Linked DNA regions of Oryctolagus cuniculus: region 1 is linked to region 2. A link is a contact called in public Micro-C data. All regions are on one chromosome and are shown on one strand. The core of a region is the stretch at or near the end of the contact, and the rest is flanking DNA. Distances in the headings are between cores, read along the strand shown. Region 1 holds the start of RTN4 (reticulon 4). Region 2 holds the start of RPS27A (ribosomal protein S27a).

The links. Hi-C and Micro-C count contacts between places; a contact is called where the count stands out from the background.
Region 1: a Micro-C map of ear pinna shows a contact between it and region 2, with 7 times the contacts expected there. The contact joins the promoter of RTN4 here to the promoter of RPS27A in region 2. A contact is called at or near these places in 3 of 6 Hi-C or Micro-C datasets (ear pinna, psoas muscle and skin fibroblasts).

The regions. Positions count from the first base shown.
Region 1 is chr2:147,521,835-147,526,951 of mOryCun1.1, forward strand. RTN4 (reticulon 4) reads left to right here and starts at 2,838. Exons shown (of 9, transcript XM_070069112.1): 1 at 2,838-3,652. The coding sequence starts at 3,091.
Region 2 is chr2:147,360,118-147,365,241 of mOryCun1.1, forward strand. It overlaps RPS27A (ribosomal protein S27a), which reads right to left and starts at 2,553. Exons shown (of 6, transcript XM_051842885.2): 1 at 2,304-2,553; 2 at 2,139-2,203; 3 at 1,629-1,683; 4 at 1,074-1,159; 5 at 593-724; 6 at 1-134. The coding sequence starts at 2,186. It overlaps CLHC1 (clathrin heavy chain linker domain containing 1), which reads left to right and starts at 2,646. Exons shown (of 12, transcript XM_051842880.2): 1 at 2,646-2,774; 2 at 3,640-3,897. The coding sequence starts at 3,721.

The DNA of each region.
Region 1 (5,117 bases), core at 1,588-4,087, 160 kb after region 2:
ATCTGCTGGTTCACTCCCCAAATAGCCATAATGGCTGGAGATGAGCCGATCCAAAGCCAGGAACCAGGAGCTTCTTCTGGGTCTCCCATATCAGTGCAGGGGCCCAAACACTTGGGCCATCTTCCACTGATTTCCTAGGTGCATTAGCAGAGAGCTGGGTCAGGAGTGGAGCAGCCGGGACTTGATCTGGGGCTTTAACCCGATGCACCATAACACGGGCCCCAGGACTCACTCTTTATGTTGTAGAATTCTATGAGTTTTGCCTAATGCATAATATTATGCATCCACCATTACAGTTTAAGGCAGAATAGCTTCACTCCCCCTACCCAATCTCCTGTGTTCCACCTATCATCTCCTCCCTTCATTTTTTTTAAAGATTTATTTATTTGAAAGTCAGAGTTACACAGAGAGGAGAGGCAGAAAGAGGGGGAGGTCTTCCATCCACTGGTTCACTCCCCAAACAGCTGTAGCAGCTGGAGTGCACCTATCTGAAGCCAGGAGCCTCTTCTGCATCTCCCATGTGGGTTCAGGGGCCCAAGGACTTGGGCCATCTTCTACTGCTTTCCCAGGCATAGCAGAGAGCTGGATCAGAAGTGGAGCAGCCAGGTCTTGAACCAGCGCCTGTATGGGATGCCGGCACTACAGGAGGCAACTTTACCTGCTATGCCACAGCGCCGGCCCCCCTTCCCTTCTTTTTCAAAACTTAAATTAAGCTTAGGATAATATTAATCAATTGGAGCTAAGAATTTGCTTAAATTACCAATATTTCCCATGGCAATCAAATTTTCTTAATCAGTCTAGACTAGCACAGTCCAATAGAAATACAATTGTGAGCCATAAACATCTTTTTTTTTTTTTTTTTTTTTTTTTGACAGGCAGAGTGGACAGCGAGAGAGACAGAGAGGAAGGTCTTCCTTTGCCTTTGGTTCTCCCTCCAATGGCCGGTGCGGCCAGTGCGCTGCGGCTGGCGCACCGCACTGATCCGAAGCCAGGAGCCAGGTACTGGGGTGCAGGGCCCATGCACTTGGGCCATCCTCCACTGCACTCCCTGGCCATAGCAGAGAGCTGGCCTGGAAGAGGGGCAACTGGGACAGAATCTGGCGCCCCCACCGGGACTAGAACCCGGTGTGCCGGCACCGCAAGGTGGAGGATTAGCCTGTTGAGCCGTGGCGCCGGCCAGCCATAAACATCTTTACAATATCCTACAAGCTTCTTTAAAAAGAAATGATTAAAATTAAATAATATACAAATCCCAGTATATCTAAAATGTTTCAGTATCTAACCAATATAAACTGATATTTTTATATCTTTTGTACTCTTTAAACTTTTTTTGAAATTTTTATCTGGCAGGGAGAGAGAAATAGGGGGAAGGACAGAGAGAGTGCACATATAAGACAGTACCCCCATCTGCTTATTCACTCCTCTAATGCCTGCAACCGTCAGGGCCAGGCCCAGCTGAGACCAGGAACTCAGGGACCCAAGTACTTAAGCCCTCACCTGCTGCCTCCCAGGTGTGTGTGCATTAGCAGGAAGCTGGATAGGAGGCAGAGCTGGGATGAACCAGGCATTCTGATACAGCACATGCAAGTTTCAAGTAGGGACTGACAGCTGCACCACAATGCCAGGCACTGGTACTAACTCCTGAAATCCAGTGTGTGTTTTACATTTATGCATCTCATTTCAGGCATTTGGAGTGCTCACTAGCCACAAGGAGCTGGTTACTAAACATTGGATAGGGAAGGTTTAGACTGTGAACAACTTGAAAAGCAGGTATCCCCCTCTCCAGAGTAGGCCTGTGGCCGCTGGTTTGGACAGGTGATCAGGAAAAGAAAAGGCATTCCAGAACCTCTGCAGAGATGCTGATTCTTAGATGCAGTGCAACCATTTACTTTAAACTGTTGTTCTGGGAAAAGTGAAATGGGGAACATGCTTATTACTGTATCTTAAACCAAGAAGCACCAGTTTCCTGGCTCCCAGAAAGCCTGAATCATCTGAAGTGTTGACTCACCGAGCCCAAGGTGATTGAACTGTAATGTGAACCAAAATTGCCTTCCAAGGCGTCTTTCTCTTTCCATTTTCCTCTCTGCCCTCCCTCCCTCTCTCATTTTGGATGACTCATTCTCCTACCATGTAGAGTCCAGCAGCAGGAGAGCCCCAAATCCTCTTTGGAAGAACAGCTGACTTTCAGCCCCAGACAGCCACATGATCTAGCACAGCTCTGCCTTGCCCTCCTCATTTTAGGGTCTGCATTTAGACTGGGAGTGAGCCTAGAGCGGTCTTTGTTTTCCTTTCAGGGTGGTGGTGGTAGTCGTGATGTGTGATGGGGAATTTAAGTTTGGAAACATACAATCTTTCATTTCAGAATCTTTTAAAATCCGTAGGGCCAACATCCCAGGCCTCTTTGTACCTTTCTCCACTTTGGTTTTTTTCCTTTCCGGGGAGGAAAGTTTCCACCCCTAGTCCCCCAGGATAACGCCCTTCCGGTGGCGCGCCAGGAACCGCTTTGACCCCTCCCAGCCAGCGGCCCGTCCCTTTAGCAGTGCTCTAACAGACCGACCTCCAGTTGCGGGCAAGGCCAAGCCCCCCACCCCAATCCACATCTACCCAACGTGGAGGGCGGAGTGCCCATCTCCAAGCCCCGCCCACCGAACTCAACCCCAGCCGGTAAGAAAGAGGAAGTGCACGGAGCCCCACCCACTCTCAGCTCTCTCCCTTTCCATCGGGCCGGCCGGCTGCCCATCTTCTCTATCCCGCAGCCTATTGGCGCTTTCCCTCCCGCGCCAGTCCCTACCCTCCCCGCCGAGGAGGAGGGTGAGTCACGCCAAACTGGGCGGAGAGTCTGCTGGCCTCTCTCCTTCGCTCGTCTGGGCGGCGGCGGCGGCAACGGGGGGACGGGCGGGTGGCGCATCACGGGCGCGGAGGCAGGAGGAGCAGTCTCATTGTTCCGGGAGCCGTCGCCACTGCAGGTCCCTCGGCTCCGTGGGCTCGGCCCCTCTCAGTCTTCCCCAACCCCCACAACCGCCCGCGGCTCTGAGGAGAAGCGGCCCCGGCGGCGGCAGCAGCTGCAGCAGCATCTCCGGCCCGCCAACCATGGAAGACCTGGACCAGTCGCCGCTGGTCTCCTCGTCTGCGGACAGCCCGCCCCGGCCTCCACCCGCCTTCAAGTACCAGTTCGTGAGGGAGCCGGAGGACGAGGAGGAGGAGGACGAGGAGGAAGAGGAGGACGAGGACGAAGACCTGGAGGAGCTGGAGGTGCTAGAGAGGAAGCCCGCCGCCGGGCTGTCCGCGGCGCCGGTGCCCACCGCTCCCACCGCTCCCGCCGGCGCGCCCCTGCTGGACTTCGGGAATGACTTCGTGCCCCCGGCGCCCCGGGGACCCCTGCCGGCCGCGCCCCCAGCCGCCTCGGAGCGGCAGCCGCTTTGGGACCCGAGCCCGGCGTCGTCCGTGCCTGCGCCGTCGCCGCCGGCCGCTGCCGCAGTCTCGCCCTCCAAGCTCCCCGAGGACGACGAGCCTCCGGCGCGGCCGCCCCCGCCTCCCCCGGCCGACGTGAGCCCCCAGGCCGAGCCCGCGTGGACCCCGCCCGCCCCGGCCCCCACCGCGCCCCCCTCCACCCCGGCCGCGCCCAAGCGCAGGGGCTCCTCGGGCTCCGTGGGTGAGTGCCGCGCCCTCCCGCCGCGCGCCCCTCCCTCTTTTGTGTGCATTCCCCGCTGCCTCTGGCTGGGCCTTCTCCCCACCCGGAGGGGGCTTTGTCTGCCAACGTCGGGGCGATGGCGCCCCCCCTGGTGGGAGGCGCGGGGGAGAAGGGTGGGGCGGCCGCAGACGCCCGGGCGGGTTCTTTATTGTCTGGCTTTCGGGGAACACGTGCACCGCACCCCGCGCCCACGTTCTGGCCTCCGTTCGTTCGGCGGCGTTCCACTGCGTCCCGGAAGTTAGGCACCCACCGCTGGTGGGAGCTGGGTGTGTAAGGAGGAGCTGGGGTTGTGGCTTCGTTGGCCTGCTGCGGCTGCGGCTCCGAGGGGAGGGTGGGGCGCCCTGATCTTTTTATGAGGGGCTTTTGCCTCCCCGTCTGGGTTGCTGTAGGCGCGAGGTCCAGTGTCGCCCCGGGCTTGTGTGACTGCGTTCGGCCGCGGGCATCCTCCTCGCCCCCGCCCGACCTGGCGTGGGTGGCCCCCTTGGGCTTCACCCCCTCCCTCTCCTCTGGGCGCTTCTGGGGAGCTGGCCGAATGGAAAACGTCCACACTGACCCAACTGCGGTGAAGGGAGAGCGCCTCCAGTGGTTTGGGGCTGCGAGCAGCGGGGAGGACGGAGTCGGGCGAAGTCCTGCCGCCGCCCAGCTCACCCGACCGTAATGCAGCTTCCCACCGGAGACAGAGCCAGGGCGCGGGCATCTGGGCTTCTTGTGCCGAGGGGGCGCGGTTCTGCGGGGTCCCCCCTGCAGGCTTTAAGGAGGAGGAATTGCTTCTTGTTGGTGTGCACGGGCTTAGCCTTTTAATGCATCAGATAAAAAGGCAAAATGGTTGACATTCTTAAACAGTGAGAACCTGTGGATTCTATCTCGAGAAATGGCTAATTGAACTTGGGGCAGATTTATCTTGAGACTTAGCGAAATGACTTAGAGATATTTTCATTTATTGGTTAGAAATACTTTTTTTGGCATGTATGTTTTAGATTGACAAAATATGTAAAATAGTTTTCAAGACTTTCATATACATGAATATGTGGTTGTATTTTTTTGTTGTTGTTGTTTTTAGGAACATTGTTTTATTGCCCTTTTCATCTTGGAAAATTATTTTGGAAGGGAGGAAATCAAGTCTCCTTAGAAATTTAAACGCATCTTACAAGATGTATTCTTAAGTAGTTTGTTTTGCTACACAAAGTGTCCCACTGGCAATAAGGCCTTTCTTTTCCTTTTTTTTTCCTAAAGATATATTTAATTCCTTGAAAGAGCCACAGAGAGGGGGTAAGATATAGAGGTAGACCTTTCTTTGTGTGTGAAGGAGTAGCTGCCTGCTGAGAAGTTTTCATAGCTTGTAAGATTGTAAAGGTTCATTTCCTAGAAAATGTCAGTCTGAGATCACAGAATATTTATTTTCTTCAATTCATTACTCCACAATGGG
Region 2 (5,124 bases), core at 1,303-3,802:
TTGTTGAAGCAGTAAGTCAGACAGCATTTGCCACAGTAATGTCTGTCGAAGTGGCTGGCCATGAACACGCCAGCACCACATTCATCTGAAGGGCACTCGCGACGCAGCCGACTGATCTTGCCGTTCTCATCCACCTGAAAGCACAAACCTGCTGTTAAGAGAACTTCCCCAGCACATCCTAAAGTCTACGTGACTGAGAACACTGAGCCTCTTCTAATACACAATGCAGGCAGCTTAGTGCTTATAAACCCACATCCAGAAGTCTCGGGACCTCTTCCATTGAAGTCAGTGTCCAGCTGTGCACAAGCGCTTACGCTAAGTCCAGAACTGACATACAACAGACTCAGAACCTTCATTTGGAGCAGGCAGCTAGAGCTGAGCTGCATTACAGAAGCTCATTCAAATACCAAAGGGGGAGAGAAAACTATTTTTAAACTGTCATTTTTGGAATACTCCACTCAAGCAAAAGTGGTTATACTGGATATTCAAATCTGCTCACTCCATAAGAAAATACCGATATATTACAAAGAAAATTGTTTCCAACAAACCCTGACTTCACTGAAAGTCTCCCCATCACTTTCAAGTGGCTCACCTTATAGTACTTCAGGACAGCCAGCTTAACCTTCTTTCTCTTATGCTTATTCTTCTTGGGAGTGGTGTAAGACTTCTTCTTCCTTTTCTTGGCACCCCCACGAAGTCTCAACACAAGGTGAAGAGTAGACTCCTGTGTGTAACAGAACCAAACAGCTTCCATAGTGCAATGAGAATGGACAACCAGCGTCACACACCTTCTAGTTAAGTGCAGACAGCACACAATACCACCTGAGAGGGATCCCCCACTCCCGAGTATGTGGTTCTTGGTTAGTTTTCAGAAATTAAAAGTATTAAATCATACCATGGGGTGTCAAACCGACTACAAGAAACTACACCAGTGCTCCTGTGACACCTCAGAATCTGATCTGTTTTCCCCACCTTTACATAGCAAATTTCCAAAACAGGGTTTTTTTGTTTTTTGTTTGTTTTTTTTTTGTTTGTTTGTTTTTAAATGGGCTACTCCTTTCCCCAAACGTTACCTTTTGAATGTTGTAGTCAGATAAAGTCCGTCCATCTTCCAGTTGCTTGCCAGCAAAAATCAGTCTTTGCTGATCAGGAGGAATTCCTAATGAAGTTCACAAAACAAAACAAAAAACACAAAAAAACCAAGATGGTAGAACAGTGTCATTTGCCCAGGTTTACAAGTAATCCTGAACTAAATAAATGGTACCAACAGCTGACCCCAACCACTATTGCAGGTCAGGCACAATTTTAAGTGTTTACATATTTCCATCACATTATTTGTTAATTTTGTAAATTTCCTTTTACACACAGCACAGGTAACAGGTCTAGAGAACTAAGTAACTTGACAAAATTCACTCATGTGGAATCACTGCAAAGATTCCAGTCATGCAGCTCGGCTCCGTGCTCACAAGCTTGTGTCTACTATGTCATTTCACAATAAACCGAGGGCACTGTTACTTAAAAAGTTTTTTAGCCGGGTTACCTGATCTCATCCCACCCCACCAGGAGCCATCAGTGTGTCTGGCTCCTACACCCAGGTTAGTTTTCCTGAGCTATCAAATACTACTTGCCTTCCTTATCCTGGATTTTGGCTTTTACATTTTCTATTGTATCCGAGGGTTCAACCTAAAAGTTGTGAAATGCAAGCATGTTGGTTACACAAAGAAAAAAACCACTGGAATAAAAACGCATTTAGTTCCATTTGACTGTTAGCACTGAGCCAGGCTGGGTGGGCAACCTTTCCAAACTACGACCGGGAAGCAGAGCCGGCTCCTTGCCCCAGCCGAGACCGGGCGGCGGCCCCCGGCCCCACGTGCTCACGCCGGCCAGCGAGGAGCGCCTCATTGCCACCGCCGGGCCTCTGCTGCGGCTGGCCGGCCGGGACCACCGAGGGCAAGTCCCGACACTAACGAAAGTCAGGCCCCGGGCCCTTGCTCGGCAAAACCACCCGCATTCGGAGCACGGCTTCAGAACCGCAATTCCCAGGCATTCTCGAAAAGCTGGAACACAGCGCCCGTCCCGCAATACCACCCCAAGTCCTCATTCAGGCCCGGGCTTTCTCTCGCACCACCCGATCGTACCTCGAGCGTGATGGTCTTCCCCGTAAGGGTTTTCACGAAGATCTGCATCCTGGTGGCGGGCCCACCTGCGCTGAAGGAAAAGAAGAACCCGATTAGACCTGGGACACAGGAGCACGACAGCGCCCAGGCCCCTGGCCTGAGAGCGGCACCAGAGCACACACTCACCGCAGATGGCGGATCGAAAAGGAAGAGCGCCGCCGGCCCACGGGGTTTCCCGGCACCCCCGCCGAAGGCCCCGCCTCTTAGGCGGCCACACCAGATGCCTGAGCCCTGATACAGCGGGTGCCTAGCCATTTGCCGTATTGCATCGTGACTCTCACGTCTTCCTAGCCTGCGCTTATTTCTGACAGTCACCTTCAGAATGCTCTCAAGACGGTGTATTTAAAATTTTAAAATGGTTTTAAAAGGCTTTTCCCATACAGTCAACGTGGCTGGGAGGGTCTTTAACAGGAGGCGGGCTCGGGGGAGAGGCCCCACTGGAGAGGCAGAAGGAAACGGAGGTGCATTCTGGGAATTGTAGTTTTCTGATGCTCTCCTCTAGCTAGGACTGCTTGTCCCAAGATGCAGTTCCACACCCTGGGTTCCTTAGTTACTATGTGCAAGTACTGGATATGGTGTTTGGAGAAAGGGCTTCAGGTGAGGACGCGAGAAGGCATGAGGCAGAGTAATGGTTAGGGCGGGGTGGGAACGAGCCGGAAATGACTAGGAGGGAAACCTTAAGGGGCAGGACAGGAACGCCGGGCGGGAAAGCGTCCTTCACCCACTCACAGAGGCAGCTGTCTGCCAGCCGATCCCTGGGCTTCCAGGGGAGGAAATCCTTGGGGCCGAGTCCAGGCAAACGGGAAAATAGGAAGTCCTAAAAATCTCTGCCGTCAGCCCTTACGTTTCTTAGCCTCAGGAAGATTCTGGCTTTTGCACCACTCTGAAACGGTTTAATCTGCTGAGAATCTCTGTAGTTTTCAAAAGGTGTTTTTTTCTTGGGCCCTCCCTCCTCCGCTGCTTCCCCAAGCCCATTAGTAGGGAGCTGGATGGAAGTGGAGCAGCCGGGACTGGAACCGGAGCGCAAATGGGATGCACCAGTCGCAGGCAGTGGCCTACCCCTCCTGCGCTTCAACGCCGGCCCCTGCGGTTTTCAGCTGTTAACACGAAGACACTGCAAAGAAGCCTGCAGAGTGGTTATTTGGTTACAGAATTTCTAAGTTTGGACGTTGAGTGAATTGGTGAAGGCCCTGAGAGGATGCCCGAATAGGTTCTGAGCCCGAATGGGGTGCTCTAGGGGCCAGGCAGGCCAAGTGGGAGCCGCTGGGTCCTCCCGGCCTTTTCTCCACTGCGCAAACCAGAGACTTTGCTAGTGTGCTTAGTGTCTTCTATGCGAGGAGCTGTACTTGGTTAGTAAGAGAAGAGCTCCTTTCTTCCTCAAACACACGTTGTTTGGATCAATATCTGATTTAATTTTGTTAAAGCTTTGTACTAATTTATGTTCTTTTTTCCCCCCTTTCAGGCTTATCACAGTTTTACTTTATTGCAAAAGCAGGTCACGACTTAAAGTTTCTCTGGTGAACAAGTGTGCGGATTGTGACTTATGTCAGTCCAAGAAATAAATAAACATGCAGTTCTCCCTCCTATCATTAGTAGCAGTGACAAGGAATTTTTGGAAAATATGCAAAGATACATAATTACAGAAACGGAAAGAGTGGGCTGTAATGAGGAAGGACCTGCTGATGAGTATTACATCATATACCGCAATGTTTTTGATAAGGTATCATAATCCTTTTAAGACGAGGAAGTGTTCCTGAGGGTGGAAATTAACTGTCTTGGCAACCAGCACTCCTGCCTGGCTTGCACCCCTGCGTGTCTGACCGGACTCCACTCTCAGTCTTGAGTTCATCCAATTTTTCAGGAAGGGGTGATGGGGAAAATGCAATTGTGGGTTTATATGGGTATTACCCAACTGTTAATCATTGTTTCAGTTAGTTTAAGAGCAGGCAATAACTTTTTGGTCAACAACCTGACTGTGATAGTCATTTTAACCCTAACTTCTGAAAATATCTATTTCATTAGCAACTGGGCCTTAAGTAATCACCCAATGTGTTCCTTATTTTAAATTTGTGGTATCATTAAAGTATTGGTTTAAATTTAATCTAACATATTAAACTGAGACCTCTTCTACTTAGAGATCAAGATAGACATGGTAAACTAGAGGTTTGACTGGACTTACCATGAGAAATATGGCGCTCAAATTAGGAAATGTTATGTCTTTTTTATAACATTTTATTCTGCTCCTTATGGTTTAGAAATGTCTTTTCTTCCCCTATAAACAATTTCAGTTTGCTCATTGACCTAATTGTTTGAACTGTCTTTTTTTCACCCTCCCTTGGAAGATGCTCTGACAGTTAAAACATAGTGAAATCAACAACTTTCCTCCTTGCCTAGAGGAAGCACTTACCTTAAGATTTCAATAAACTACTGGTCTCTGAGTAAAACAGCCACAGGCAAAACAGGAACTCAGTCTTTTACTTAATTTGTAAACATTAGATGCAATGAATCTCCTTTCTTCTCTAAAAATCTCAGTACTTCACTCTCAGGAAAAGTGAGCACAAAGTAGTGATAAGTGCCTACCAGTAGAATGAAGAAAATTGGTACAGATCAGTAAGAATATAAAATAGAGAGACCAAAGTTTTCCTTCCTTTTAAGTTATCCAGAAAATTTATCTTACAATCAATACATTGCACAGTTAACTTCATTTTGCATGTTGTTATGACAAATCATATTGCATTAGGTATGTTTACATAAAGGTAGTGTCTTGAATAGATTTCATAATTCTTTTTTTTATTTGTTTTTTTGACAGGCAGAGTGGACAGTGAGAGAGAGAGACTGAGAGAAAGGTCTTCCTTTGCCGTTGGTTCACCCTCCAATGGCCGCCACGGCCGGCGCACCACGCTGATCCGAAGGCAGGAGCCAGGTGCTTATCCTGGTCTCCCATGGG